3 separate regions of the Sus scrofa genome follow, and all the other regions are linked to region 2. Evidence: chromatin contacts called from public HiChIP or PLAC-seq data. All regions are on one chromosome and are shown on one strand. Each heading gives the region's core, a stretch centred on a gene start, on an enhancer-like site or on the middle of the called end of the contact. The rest is flanking DNA. Distances are from core to core; before and after follow the strand shown. Region 1 overlaps ARHGAP26 (rho GTPase-activating protein 26). Region 2 overlaps ARHGAP26 (rho GTPase-activating protein 26). Region 3 overlaps NR3C1 (nuclear receptor subfamily 3 group C member 1).

Region 1 (3,657 bases), core at 412-2,911, 270 kb after region 2:
TAACGTGGCATAGTTTTTGTGGCAGACAAGTCACAGTGGGCTGTGTGCGTGGGCTGCATGCCCTGAACTGGCAGGGCAGGTGCTTCTGCCAACAAATGAGCAAAATTTGAGAGATTCCGACATGTTCGGGGAATCTGAGTTTAAAGGTCTGTCCTTTAAACCAGAATTCACCACTCCCATGGACAAGGGACTGCGTGTTCCCATTAGCTGTTCGCTCTGATAGCGCAGACGACCCCTGATCCCAGGGGCAGGGGTGGCCTAAGCTCTCAAAAGCTCTGTGTATGGCTGTGTGTCTTGTTTGGACCTCCTCTACCTGCGTGCAGCCTTCTTCCATTGTTTTAAGCAGCTTTATTTATTTCATACCATACAGCTTACCCATTTCAAATATACAGTTTACTAGGTCTTAGTGCACCCATCAGCACCAGTTCCGCAATAGCTTCACCACCCCTGTTCCCTGCAGCAGTTTCACGGAAATGGAATTATACACACCGTGGTTTTGTGACTGACTTCTTTCACTTTGTATAGTATTTGCAACATCACCCATGTTGGAGGCATCAGCACCTCACTCCTTTTTTCTTGATGCGTAATATTCCATTGTATGGATGTACCACATTTGGTTATGCCATTGAGGGACCTTTCCATTATTTCCACTTGTGGCTGTTATTAGTAATGTCTCTGTAAACATCCACATACAAGTTTTTTTTTTGGGGGGGTGGCTGTTTTCCACTCCCTTGGTAGCACACCTCGGGATGGGCTTGCTAGGTCACGTGGTAACTCTGTTTCACTGTTTGAGGAACCGCGGGACTGATTTCCACAGCGGTTGTACCTTTGACATGCCCACCTTCTTCTGTTTTTACATCTCCTTTTTGAACTGGTTTAACTAACCAAAAAAAAAAAAAGACAGAAGATACTTGATTTTTCACTGCCAAGTCCTTTCCTTCCCAGCAGGTTCTGTGACTCCCCTGCCTCCCAGTTCAGTAACTGCCACAAAGCCTATAAGAACAGCGAGAGCTCAAGCGAGTCTCAGGCCTCCCCCTGCCTTCCTGTGGTCTCTAGGGGTCAGGGCAGGGTTCGTTGACACTAGTTTTCTTTTTCACTAGCAATGCCAGTGACCTTTCCAATTCCCTGAAGAGCCAAAGGCCAAATCCAGCCCCAAGAACAACACCGCTCAGTGTGGACTGAGCTGCTGTCGAAGAAGGGGTCTGACAGAGTGTCAGCCGGGGTTCAGACTGGTTGGTTGGTAATGTTTTAGGATGTCCGATATTTGGAAAATGCTACTAATAGCCTCCTTTCCCCCGGCCTTCACCTCTTCCGTAGAAAGGGGGCATTAGAGGAGAAAATAACTATTTCCTTGTTCAGGAGATCTTTTTTTGTTGTTGTTCTCTCTCTTGGTAACTTATTGCTGGAGATACCAAGTAAGAGCAGTTTGAGTTGGATGCTCTGTTGCTGTCAGGTTACATCATCAGACCAATCAGAAGAGAGTTTCCTAGTAACAGAAGAGTGAGCTAGTGAGAGAGAGAGGGTGTGTGTGTGTGTGTGTGTGTGTGTGTGTGTTAGAGAGAGAGAGATCTTTATCAGGATCAAGAAGAAGAGGAGGAGGAAGAGGGAGGGGCACCTGGAGGGGAAAGTCTGTGGTTCATGATGATTCATCTCCAAGCCTCTGGATTCCGGGGACCGCTGCGCATCTGGAGAGGCTGCTCCGTCGGCGTTTGGACTCTGTGCCATGGGGAATGGCTGTGCAATACTCAGAAATAACTCCGCTGTCAGCCCTTGACCGTCTACTAGGAAACTATCCATTTCTCCAAGAGCACCTCAGACAGTAACTGGAAAGAGCAAGAACTCGTGTTCTCAGGAGCATTAGTCATCGAGAAGCAGTGTGATTAGTGGTACCTGGAAAATTCACATGCATTCACTGCAGTCGGCTTCTGGGGATACTTTTAATCAGGATCTGACATGGGCGGGATCCTTCATTCCCAGGGTACAGGCTGGGCTGCCCCCGGTGTCCTTTGCTAATAAAGGACCTCTCAGGCCGTGGGGCGATGGGGGAGTTCCTCGGTGGAGCCTTTCAACCTCCCCCCAGGGCGTGGCCGCCAGCTGCCGGACTGGTCTCGTCACTTGCATTCCTGCCTCCCGTAACCCACGCTCTGCACAGCAGCCAGGCTGATCTTCGAAAAATGGAAGTCGCGTGTTATTCTCCTGCTTCTGGTGCTCGAGTAGCCTCCTGTTGCTCTTAGCATCATGGGCGCGGAGCTCTTGGTCCTGCGCCTGCCCTCTGGCCCCTCTCACCCTAGCTCGAGTCACGGCAGCCTCCGGGAGCTTCTTTATGTTCTCAGAGTCAGCAAACCCTGACCTGCCAGTGGAATCCAGCCCGCAGCCTGTTTTTGTAAACAAAGCCTCCCTGGAACCCAGCCACCCGTGTCTCTCTGCTCACATGTTCTCTGTGGCACAACAGTAGCAGAGTTGAGCAGTGACACAGCGATGATGAGGCTTTTTCAGAAAAACTTGCAGACCGCTCTTCGGAAACCACAAGCTTCTCCCCATCTCGGGCCTTTACCCTCGTGTAATCCCCTGCCTGGCCGGCTCCTTTGGATTATTTAGGTTTCAGGTTTCCGAGCTCCCCGCCCCCCCTCCGCCCCGCCCCCTGCCAGTCTCTTGCGCCCCGCTCAGGCTTACTCTCTGTCTAGATGGTTCCTCCCCAAGAGCAGACTCTCATCCGCTTGTTCTGTCCTGTGGGCAGGGACCTGGCACCGTGTGTTTGTTCAGTGAGCCCACATCTTCAGCTACACAGGGGTCTGTGTCTCTTGCAGCCAGGGCTGCTTCCGCTTGGAGCAGCGGGCCATCAGAGGTCTTAGTCCCACACTTGCTCCTGGTCCACAGCGCATGAAGGTGCCAGAGGAGCATGAGCCACATGTGTGCAGGGGCGTATGGTGTGGATGTGGATTGAGCTGAGAGAGCGTAGCTGGCGGGGCAGGCCTGTGTCAGCACCTGCTTATATTTATCACATGCCTGCTGGGCTGGCATAGACTCCTGCATGTGTTTGCATAGCACCGGGGACACTGGTGCCATTCAGAAGGTTGGACATGGGTGTGACTCAGCCCAGCAAGTACTTCTGAGCATCTTCGACGTACAGAGCATTGAGCCGGGCCCACGTGGTAGCGCCAAAGGCCACAGACCCTGGAGTCAGGTGTCCTGAGTTCAGATCCACCTCTGTCGTGCACTGTCATTTGGGGCAAGACACTTAACTTCTCCAAGCCTCTGTTTCTCGTCAGTAAAACGAGAATACAGGCAGAGCCCTCTTCGAGGTCTTTCTGAAGGCAAGAAGAAGAGATGCAGGTGAAGCCCTTAGCAAAGGGCCCACTGCTTAGTGTGGGCTCGCCCCGGCCCGTTGTGCTGATCCTCCAGGAGCCTGTTTTCTGGTTGGATAAAGGATCGTGCCGTGGAAAAGCGCTTGGTCCCTGGGCTCAAACAAGCCAGGTGCAAATTCTGGTTCTACTGTTGGGACCTTGCACAAATGAATTTGCCTCTCTCCACCTTGATTTTCTCATCTGTGAAATGGGGGTAGTAATATGACAAGCTACGATCTTTAAGACCAAGTGAGTGAATATATGTTTAAATCTCTTAGTTCATGGCTGTTTCCAAGTCTCCATTTGTAGTTGT
Region 2 (3,603 bases), core at 763-3,262:
CATTGTCGCCCTTGGTCCTCTCCAGAGTGGGGGGCAAAGGACAACTCAGGAGAGATGACAACGGTGTAACGGGGACCAAGATGAGCCTTGTCCTTGCCTTCATGGATCTTGCCGTTGATGGTAGCATGGGCCCACATGCCCACACATCCGTGCGCCAGAAGGTGTTGATACTCGGATGTTGAGCGTAACAGCCGACTTGGAGGACCTGGGTGCTGCGGGGAAGATGTGACCGACAGAGGGGCCGCAGCCTCCGCTCTAACAGAGATGGGTGGCGTGACGGCAATGCGTGCATTTTCATCCCTCTCGCCTCCCCTCCCTTCCTCCGTTATTAACCGTAGCCACCTGCTCTGGGCTTTACTGACACAGAAGACACAAGTGTAGTGAAGCGCAGCGAATCTCGTAGCCTTTCCTTCTCCAAAGTCATCCTCTGCTTTTTCCTGCAAACCGTATCCAGAGTCCTCCTTTTGCAAGCTTTCCGTGAATAGGTAGAGACAGCTTTCCTCCAGACCAGTCCCAGCCTGGCATGTCGCACCCTCTGTCAGTTCTGTCCTTGTCGTCTTCCCACCATGTGCTGTGTGTTTGCGCAGGGTATGAGCTTTTCTTCGTGATGGTTGGCTGGTTGTTTAATTAGGTATGTTTTATATGAGTCTGTTCAATTCTGAATATCTGTCTTAGGTAATTTGCTCCCAGAGGGAGAAAAATATCATTTTATACAGCTTTTACTACAGTGCTGTGTGCATGTGGTTGTTCAATTTTGTTTGTTTATGGTAATGCAATTTTTGAGTTAGATTATTTTGCTCTTTCCCTTGGGACTTGGGTGAATTACTCTGTGAGAGACTACAGGAGCTTAATCGTGTTAGTTGTTATTTAAACTAAAACATCGGCAGGTACACACACAGTCTGCATTTGTGTATGGGTAGGACAAAAAAAAAAAAACCTCTAGGAAAATGGGAAGCTGGGTAAGGTAAGAATATTGGAGGCTGGAAAGATTGATGGAAGAGCTGAAAAACCCACCGCAACCCTCTAAGGCGTCACCACCCTTATTTTGAGTATGTTTTATGAAAGGCTGCAGGATGCAGGTGACAGATGGAAGCAGCTTAAGTTTGCACTTGGACTCTGCCTATTGCTGGCTGTGTGCGTCTGGGCAGGCAGTTTAACCACATCTATAAGGTGGGGCTAGTCATGCCTACCTTGCAGGACTCTTTTGAAGATGGAATATGCTATCATATTCCTCCCTGATGGCGTTCTCTGTCGGAAGAGATTGTCCTTTGAAGTTGTCCTCTCTGCCTTAAAACCTGAGACTTCACTGTTCTCACGGTGGACCTCAGCTTTGGAGGGTATTTCCTGGAGGCCCTTTGTTGCATTTTGATGGCATACCTCTCTCCTAGAGTGTCCTGATTTTCTGAGTCGTCCCTAAGCTGAGAGCGAGCGCAGGTGCTTAAATGTCTGTGTGCAAAGGGGCTGCTAGGGGAAGAACCCATTTTCACACCGCGTATCCCCTAACGTGTTATTTATCTGTATTTCCTGTATGCGATAAAAGGTTTAAGCCCCTCCTTCCAATTTATGTCTCTTCATACGAGTGTGAAGTTAAAATAACACTCTTCCAGTTTAACATGTGGGGCGTGTGCTCCCTTGTCTGTGTGTCTGTGAGATGGTGTGAGCGTAAGTCGGCGTGTGTTTTCCAAAAACGCTCCTCTTACGTAACAGACTTTGGTTCAGGGCTCAACCTCTAGATGGCAGTTGTGTATGTGTGTTCGTAACTGTTAGGCGGTCCAGTTGAAAAGCAGCTGTCTTTGTACATTGTCAGTGCGTGTGTGTAATGCGTGTGTGTGTGTGTTGAAGAAATCAGGCGGCTATTGCTCCTTAAAGGAAAGGTATCCTAAATGACTCATTCTTTCTCTCTAAATTCCTTCCTCCCACCCTCGTAGAACGGATCATTTCATACCCACTTTCCTGCAGAGGCAGGCGTGCTCAGTCCTTCTGGCCTGTGTTTAAGCAGCGCGTTTCCCCGTGCTCTCGGCACTCAAGTGTCAGGCCCTGTGCTGCAGGGACAGCTTATTTAAGGGTGGTGACGAGGACAGGCGAGTGAGTGGGGCTGAGAACCAGGCCATCCTGCTTTTCCCTCGGGGTGCCGTCTGCCTTTATCTTTTGCAGCAGATGAATCCATTTTTCCTGGTTTCAAGCTTCCCCTCCCCTCCCCTTCTCACCCCTGGTCTGAAATAATATTTGATGTTGCCTTCCTGCTGGTTGGTTGGAGTTGCCGGTCTCAGAGCCATTGACATTTCGGAGAGGAAATGGCTCTTTCCTTCCTCGGAGGGTGTTTTCCTGCTCTCATTTTGTGGCTGCGGTGGGGGTGGGGGGTACCCGACGTTCTGAACTGCTTCTTGGCTGTTCTGTCAAATCAGCGAGTTAAGAAGTTCTTAGAATCTTTAGAGTTGGTGCAATTTTTAAATGACCGAGTTTCTTTTTTTTTTTTTTTTTTCCTTTTTAAAAAAGTTAAATGAGAGTATTTGCTGTTGGAATCTGGTCTGAGTCAGCGTGGGATGTGTGGGTTAATGGATTGTGGTGTAAAATAAGACAATCCTATTTGTGTTAGTTCTATTAGTTCTTCCTCTGTCTTATGCCTGTTTCCAGTCTTTAGTCTGCACAGTTAAAGTTGGAGTTTTATTGATTACATATACCAGTTTATTTGGCAGCGTCTAAATATAAAATGTTTTTTTTTTTAAATCTAAACCACAATGTGGCTATTACATAAGTCTGAAGAAAGGAGACAGTTCAGCCCGTAAATGCCACTTATTGTGCATGTCTGTTCATCATGAGATGCAAGAGTAACAAAAAAATTGAGAAACGACCTAGAAGATTTCTTGAATTGGAATCTTTTCTCGTAGTTTGTTCTCAGCGATAACAAGTGTTTGCATTCCCTCTGAGTGGGTCTCATCTCAGCAATGAAGAATGCTTTCTTCTGGTGCAGTGTTGAAACCTGCTACGCCTGTGTCCCCGCTGCCTGTGGCCCAGAACAGGCTCTCCGTCAGCGTGTCTCATGCAAGACCATCTCAATGTGCCAAAAATGTGCTTGTCTGGCTTCCAATCTTTCATAACTTCATTCTCCTTTAAAAATGGAGGAAATTATCTGATGCGATTGGCATTATTACTCTCCAGACTCTTATCATTGCTCTGGTCCTAACTATTTGGCGTGCTTTCCTCCCAGATCAGTGGCTATAGTTATAATACGTTATCATTCATTCATTCATTAGGATTGATCCTTTCTAGATAATTAGAAGCCCGATTCTGGAAAATTCTTTCTTTTTTCTTTCTTTCTTTTTTTTTTTTTTTTTTTTTTTTGCTTTTTAGGGTCGTACCTGCAGCAAATGGAAGCTCCCAGGCTAGGGGTCAAATCAGAGCTGCTGCCGCCGGCCTGCACCACAGCCATTGCAAGGTGGGATCCAAGTCACACCTGCGACCCACACCACCGCTCACGGCAACGCTGTGTTGCCAACCTACTGAGCGAGGCCAGGGATCAGACCCGCATCTCATGGATGCTGTTGGATTCGTTTCCACTGCCCCACAACGGGAACGCCCTGGAAAATTCTTCAGGGGGGTGTG
Region 3 (4,098 bases), core at 1,391-3,890, 360 kb after region 2:
TAGGTATGACAATTTTCAGTTGCTTAGGAGTGGTTTATTAAAGTATCATTTACATACAAGAGCTTTAACCATTTATAAGTGTACAGGTGATCAGTTGTTTTTGTTTTTCCCTTTTCTGCTGCCTCTGTGGTGTATGGATGTTCCAGGGCCAGGAGTCGAATGCGAGCTGGAGCTGTGACCTGTGCCACAGCTGCAGTAACTCCAGATCCTTAACCCTCTGCACAGGGCCAAGGATCAAACCAGTGCCTCCACAGACATAAGCCAGATCATTAACTCACTGTGCCACAGCGGGAACTCCCAGCTCCTGGGTTTTGTTAAATGGGCAGTAGTGTAACTACCACCACAATCAAGAAATACTGTACATACCCATCAAGCCCAAAAGGTCCCTTTAACTGCCCTTTAACTGCTTAGGGCATCATTTTTTCCTCTGATGTTAAGGTATTGTACAGGCATCTTTCTAAATTCATGTCACTACATTTCTACCCATTCCTCTCCTTGGGTTAACAGGCGGAATTTGTTTTACTGCGCTTTGTTTTTTATTGCACTTCACAAATACTGCACGAAATTTTGTGGCAACACTGTCTTGTCAAATGGCTAGTATTTTTTTTTTTTTGTTGGCATTATGCATTTTTAAATTAAGGAACATACGTTGCTTTTTTAGACATGATGCTGTTGCACACGTAACAGACTACATAATAACGTAGAAATAACTTCTCCATGCACTAGGAAACCCAAACATTGCTGTGACTGGTTTTACTGCAGTATTTGCTTTCTTGCCGTGGTCTGGAACCAAACTGCAGTGTGTCTGAGGTATGACTGTGTTAGAGTTTGGTCCAACATCTCTCCTTCCCAATGTTATCCTAGCTGAAACGACAGTTTTCATGACTTACAAAAGAATGACGCAGAAACGTTACCTCCTCTAACCTTCCAGCCTGGCTTGCATCGAGTGAGGCTTTTTCCAGCACTAGGTGTTCAACAGTAAAGGACTATGCTGCCCTCCCCACTCAGTGAAGATGTGCCCTGGAGAAGAGGATGGAAAATGGGAATCCGCTTCTCCACTAGGTCTGGTTTTCCTTGTGTAGACTTCTCACGGGGAGGGCAGCGTTAGGGTCTGAAGAGGCATATTCTTTCCCTAATGCGTCGATGTGGAAATTTTCAGACCACGCAGCGGATATACCCTTTACTTGTACTCAGCCAGTTCTCAACATTCTGCCGCATTAATTACAAAGATGTTTTTATAAGCCAGTGAGAAAGTGACCCTTCATCCTAGAGGAAAAAGTAACTATACAACCTTCACTGTAGATGATACAGTGGTTTACCCTGTCGTGTCTTTCCAAGCGATTTTCAACTTTCACGCCAACTTTGGAACCAAAACTGTATTGTGCAACTTGAAAAAGAGTTTCTAACCTTTCTAACCTCTGTGACTAACAAGAGGCTCTGAAAGGGTTTCTGGAGACTGCTCATTTCATCTCTAGTTGCGTGTTCTTCAGAAGTTTGCATGGGAGCCGTCTGTTGATTTGGGAACGTCAGGGCTGTTGGTCACTACCTGCCTACATAACAAAGTTCATAAACATACCATTACCTGTCTCCAGGATTTTCTTCATCTGTCTAGCCTTCAAAACAGATGACATTTTGTTCACTTTGACTAGATGTAACCTTTTTTTTTTTTTAAATTAGTGAAGCTAATAACATTACTTAATCTCAATTACAAATATGCCTAAACTAATTCACAAAACTAACTTAAATTGTTTGGGTTATCAGCATGGTTAGAAATTAAACTTATTAAGTAACATAGTCGTGTCATTCTGTTTTAGGAGTAAAACAAAAGTTAATGACAGTTTGTTTTATAAATGTCACTTTAAATAAGCCAATAAATCCCAAACCTCCCCCTAAATTCTGTCCTCAAAAGAAGCCTCCCGAGCCTAGGCAACCCTATGTCTAATCTAGAGGCTTGGCCAACAGGACAGCCCTCCGGCCACCCCATTTCTGGGAGCAGGCCCCAGGGTTTCAGACTGTCTTCTGCACAGTGTCACAGAGAATTTCGGGATGCGTCCATGTCGTCAGGCATTGGCCCCCTGCTCTATCTGGGAGAGTGGACCGAGTGCTCACTGCAAGCCCCCAGGGGACGAGAATAACCTGAAACGGCTCTGCTGTAGGTCTGGCACGAGCCACCCCTGATTAAGGGAAACGTGTGACTAATGGAGCAGAGCTGCTCCGGGCCATGGTTTCATAGACAAGTAGGAAGGTCTTGGAGGGAGTGAACGGAGCAATGTGTTAGGGAAGCAAAAACTTCCTTGGCTTCTGTTCTGAAGATGCTCCAAAATCTGCTCAGCCAACCTCTGTCAGCTGACATCTATTTTTAGGGACCAACCAGTTGTCTGTATACTAAGTTTACGGAAAATAAATGTAGTATTTGATTATTTGAAAGGTTAATTCTTACTGTTTCTTCAACCAATTATATATATTTACATACATTATATACATGTACACACGTACATATTAAAAATGTTTAAACAGTGTTTTGGTAGTACTTTACAGTTTTAAAACACTTTCATGAATGGAATCTTATCTGTCTTCTCAACGACTCTGTGAAAAGGATGCCATCAACTCTAGATGAGGTCACGCAGCTGCTGGAAGTTGATCAGGGAGCCTGTTTGTGGTTCAGATGCCAGCTCTACCACTTCAAAGCTTTTGTGACCTTGATGGGTGTCTACGACTTTGAGCCTCAGTTTCCTCACAAATACACTGGAAGGACATCACCAGTGTGTGTGTTGTGAAAACAAGGCAACAGAGAGAAAGCCTAGCATAGTTCCTGCCTCTGGCGGGCACTCAGTAACTGTCTATTCTGTCCTCTTTCGGGACAACCAGAGAGTCTATGAAAAAGCATCATATAAGTATTAAGTAAGTGGGAAGTTGGAGTAACAAGTCTAAACCTAGAACACTATTTCCGAATTGTCAGTGACAATCAGAGAATATACAAATCACCTTCAGGCCACTCAGGTGAGCTAGAGATGACAAACAAGAAGGAAAGTTTAAAGTAAATGAATAAATGGACTGATCAAACTTCCACTAAGAAGCTGGAACTCAGGCAGTCATTCTGTGCTACATCAGATAAGAACTGAGTACATGGAAAGCTGCCAAGGGTACCACAGACATCAGTGGAAAAAAAAAATCAGTGTTTGTCACACAAATATGAGCTATCACAGTGCTCACTGGGAGAAATGGATGAATGCAAAATGGATTTTAATTGCAAACGTGACCCAAAATGGTTAGAACTCCAAGGAAAACCATATGGAATCACCATCTTTTAAGAAGAGACCCATGGCAGAAAGAAAGAAAAAGCACACAAGAGGAAGAGTGCATGTTATAGCCTTTCTGAATATGGAAAAGCTGCAATGTCCAGGTCATTACTTAAGGTGTGTTTACAGCTGTGTCAAACATTCTAAAGATGTGGAGAGGTTCTGTCAGGAACTGACCACATCCAGAGTGCTCTCTTTTAAGTGAAGAGTCAAAGGAACAAAATACTTTGTGCTAGGTGAATACTTGAATGCTGCCTCGCATTCAGAACGGAAATTGTGCTGGACATCAAATTACTCCTGAGGCTACTGAGTTTACATTAGAGAGAGAGAAAAATACACGTCTAAGGCAGGGTTTTCCTGCTTCACTCTCTTGCGGAAAAGCGGCTGAGGAAAGGAGGATCAAGGGGGGATGGTCACGGATGGTTTCCGCGAGCTGCTCACACACCTAAAGCGGCACGGGACACACGCAGGCCAATGACGCCCTTCCCTCAGCACGTGCTTCCTGGCACCTGAACGCCAGGCAGCGCGAGAGCACAAAGGTGGCATCCTAAGTGGAAGTCATATCACACAAGAAAATGTGTTAATGGAATGACAGCGGACCCATACACCTGGATCCAGGTAGGGGCAGAAGGTGTTTTTGGCTGCTTCAGAGCGGTATTGCCAGGAAGAGACACTCAGCTATGCATGGAGACAGATCCGGGTTCAAATCCCAGCGATGGCACTTTCACAACTGTGTAACAGTGGCCCGCTGACTTAACCTCTGCGGCTGCTGCCTTATTATTCCTGTTTCAGGAGTTTC

What was found. HiChIP or PLAC-seq counts read pairs in DNA pulled down with a chosen protein or histone mark.
Region 1: a contact with region 2 is called in an H3K27ac HiChIP or PLAC-seq map of skeletal muscle. The contact joins two enhancer-like sites. A contact is called at or near these places in 1 of 47 Hi-C or Micro-C datasets (fetal skeletal muscle) and 1 of 2 datasets of contacts at active chromatin or transcription factors (skeletal muscle).
Region 3: a contact with region 2 is called in an H3K27ac HiChIP or PLAC-seq map of skeletal muscle. The contact joins two enhancer-like sites. A contact is called at or near these places in 2 of 2 datasets of contacts at active chromatin or transcription factors (alveolar macrophages and skeletal muscle).

What each region holds. Positions count from the first base shown.
Region 1 is chr2:144,765,165-144,768,821 of Sscrofa11.1, forward strand. All of the region lies in intron 22 of ARHGAP26 (rho GTPase-activating protein 26), which reads left to right. Among named protein-coding and RNA genes, the nearest start is that of NR3C1, 160 kb to the right of the region's middle. Within about 2 kb of position 1,662, at least 32 of the 83 cell types and tissues checked have an H3K27ac peak or open chromatin away from gene starts, as enhancers often do. A contact at or near this core is called in skeletal muscle, where this site is marked.
Region 2 is chr2:144,494,374-144,497,976 of Sscrofa11.1, forward strand. All of the region lies in intron 10 of ARHGAP26 (rho GTPase-activating protein 26), which reads left to right. Among named protein-coding and RNA genes, the nearest start is that of ARHGAP26, 190 kb to the left of the region's middle. Within about 2 kb of position 2,013, at least 33 of the 83 cell types and tissues checked have an H3K27ac peak or open chromatin away from gene starts, as enhancers often do. A contact at or near this core is called in skeletal muscle, where this site is marked.
Region 3 is chr2:144,856,386-144,860,483 of Sscrofa11.1, forward strand. The region is part of intron 3 of NR3C1 (nuclear receptor subfamily 3 group C member 1); the gene reads right to left. Among named protein-coding and RNA genes, the nearest start is that of NR3C1, 71 kb to the right of the region's middle. Within about 2 kb of position 2,641, at least 8 of the 83 cell types and tissues checked have an H3K27ac peak or open chromatin away from gene starts, as enhancers often do. A contact at or near this core is called in skeletal muscle, where this site is marked.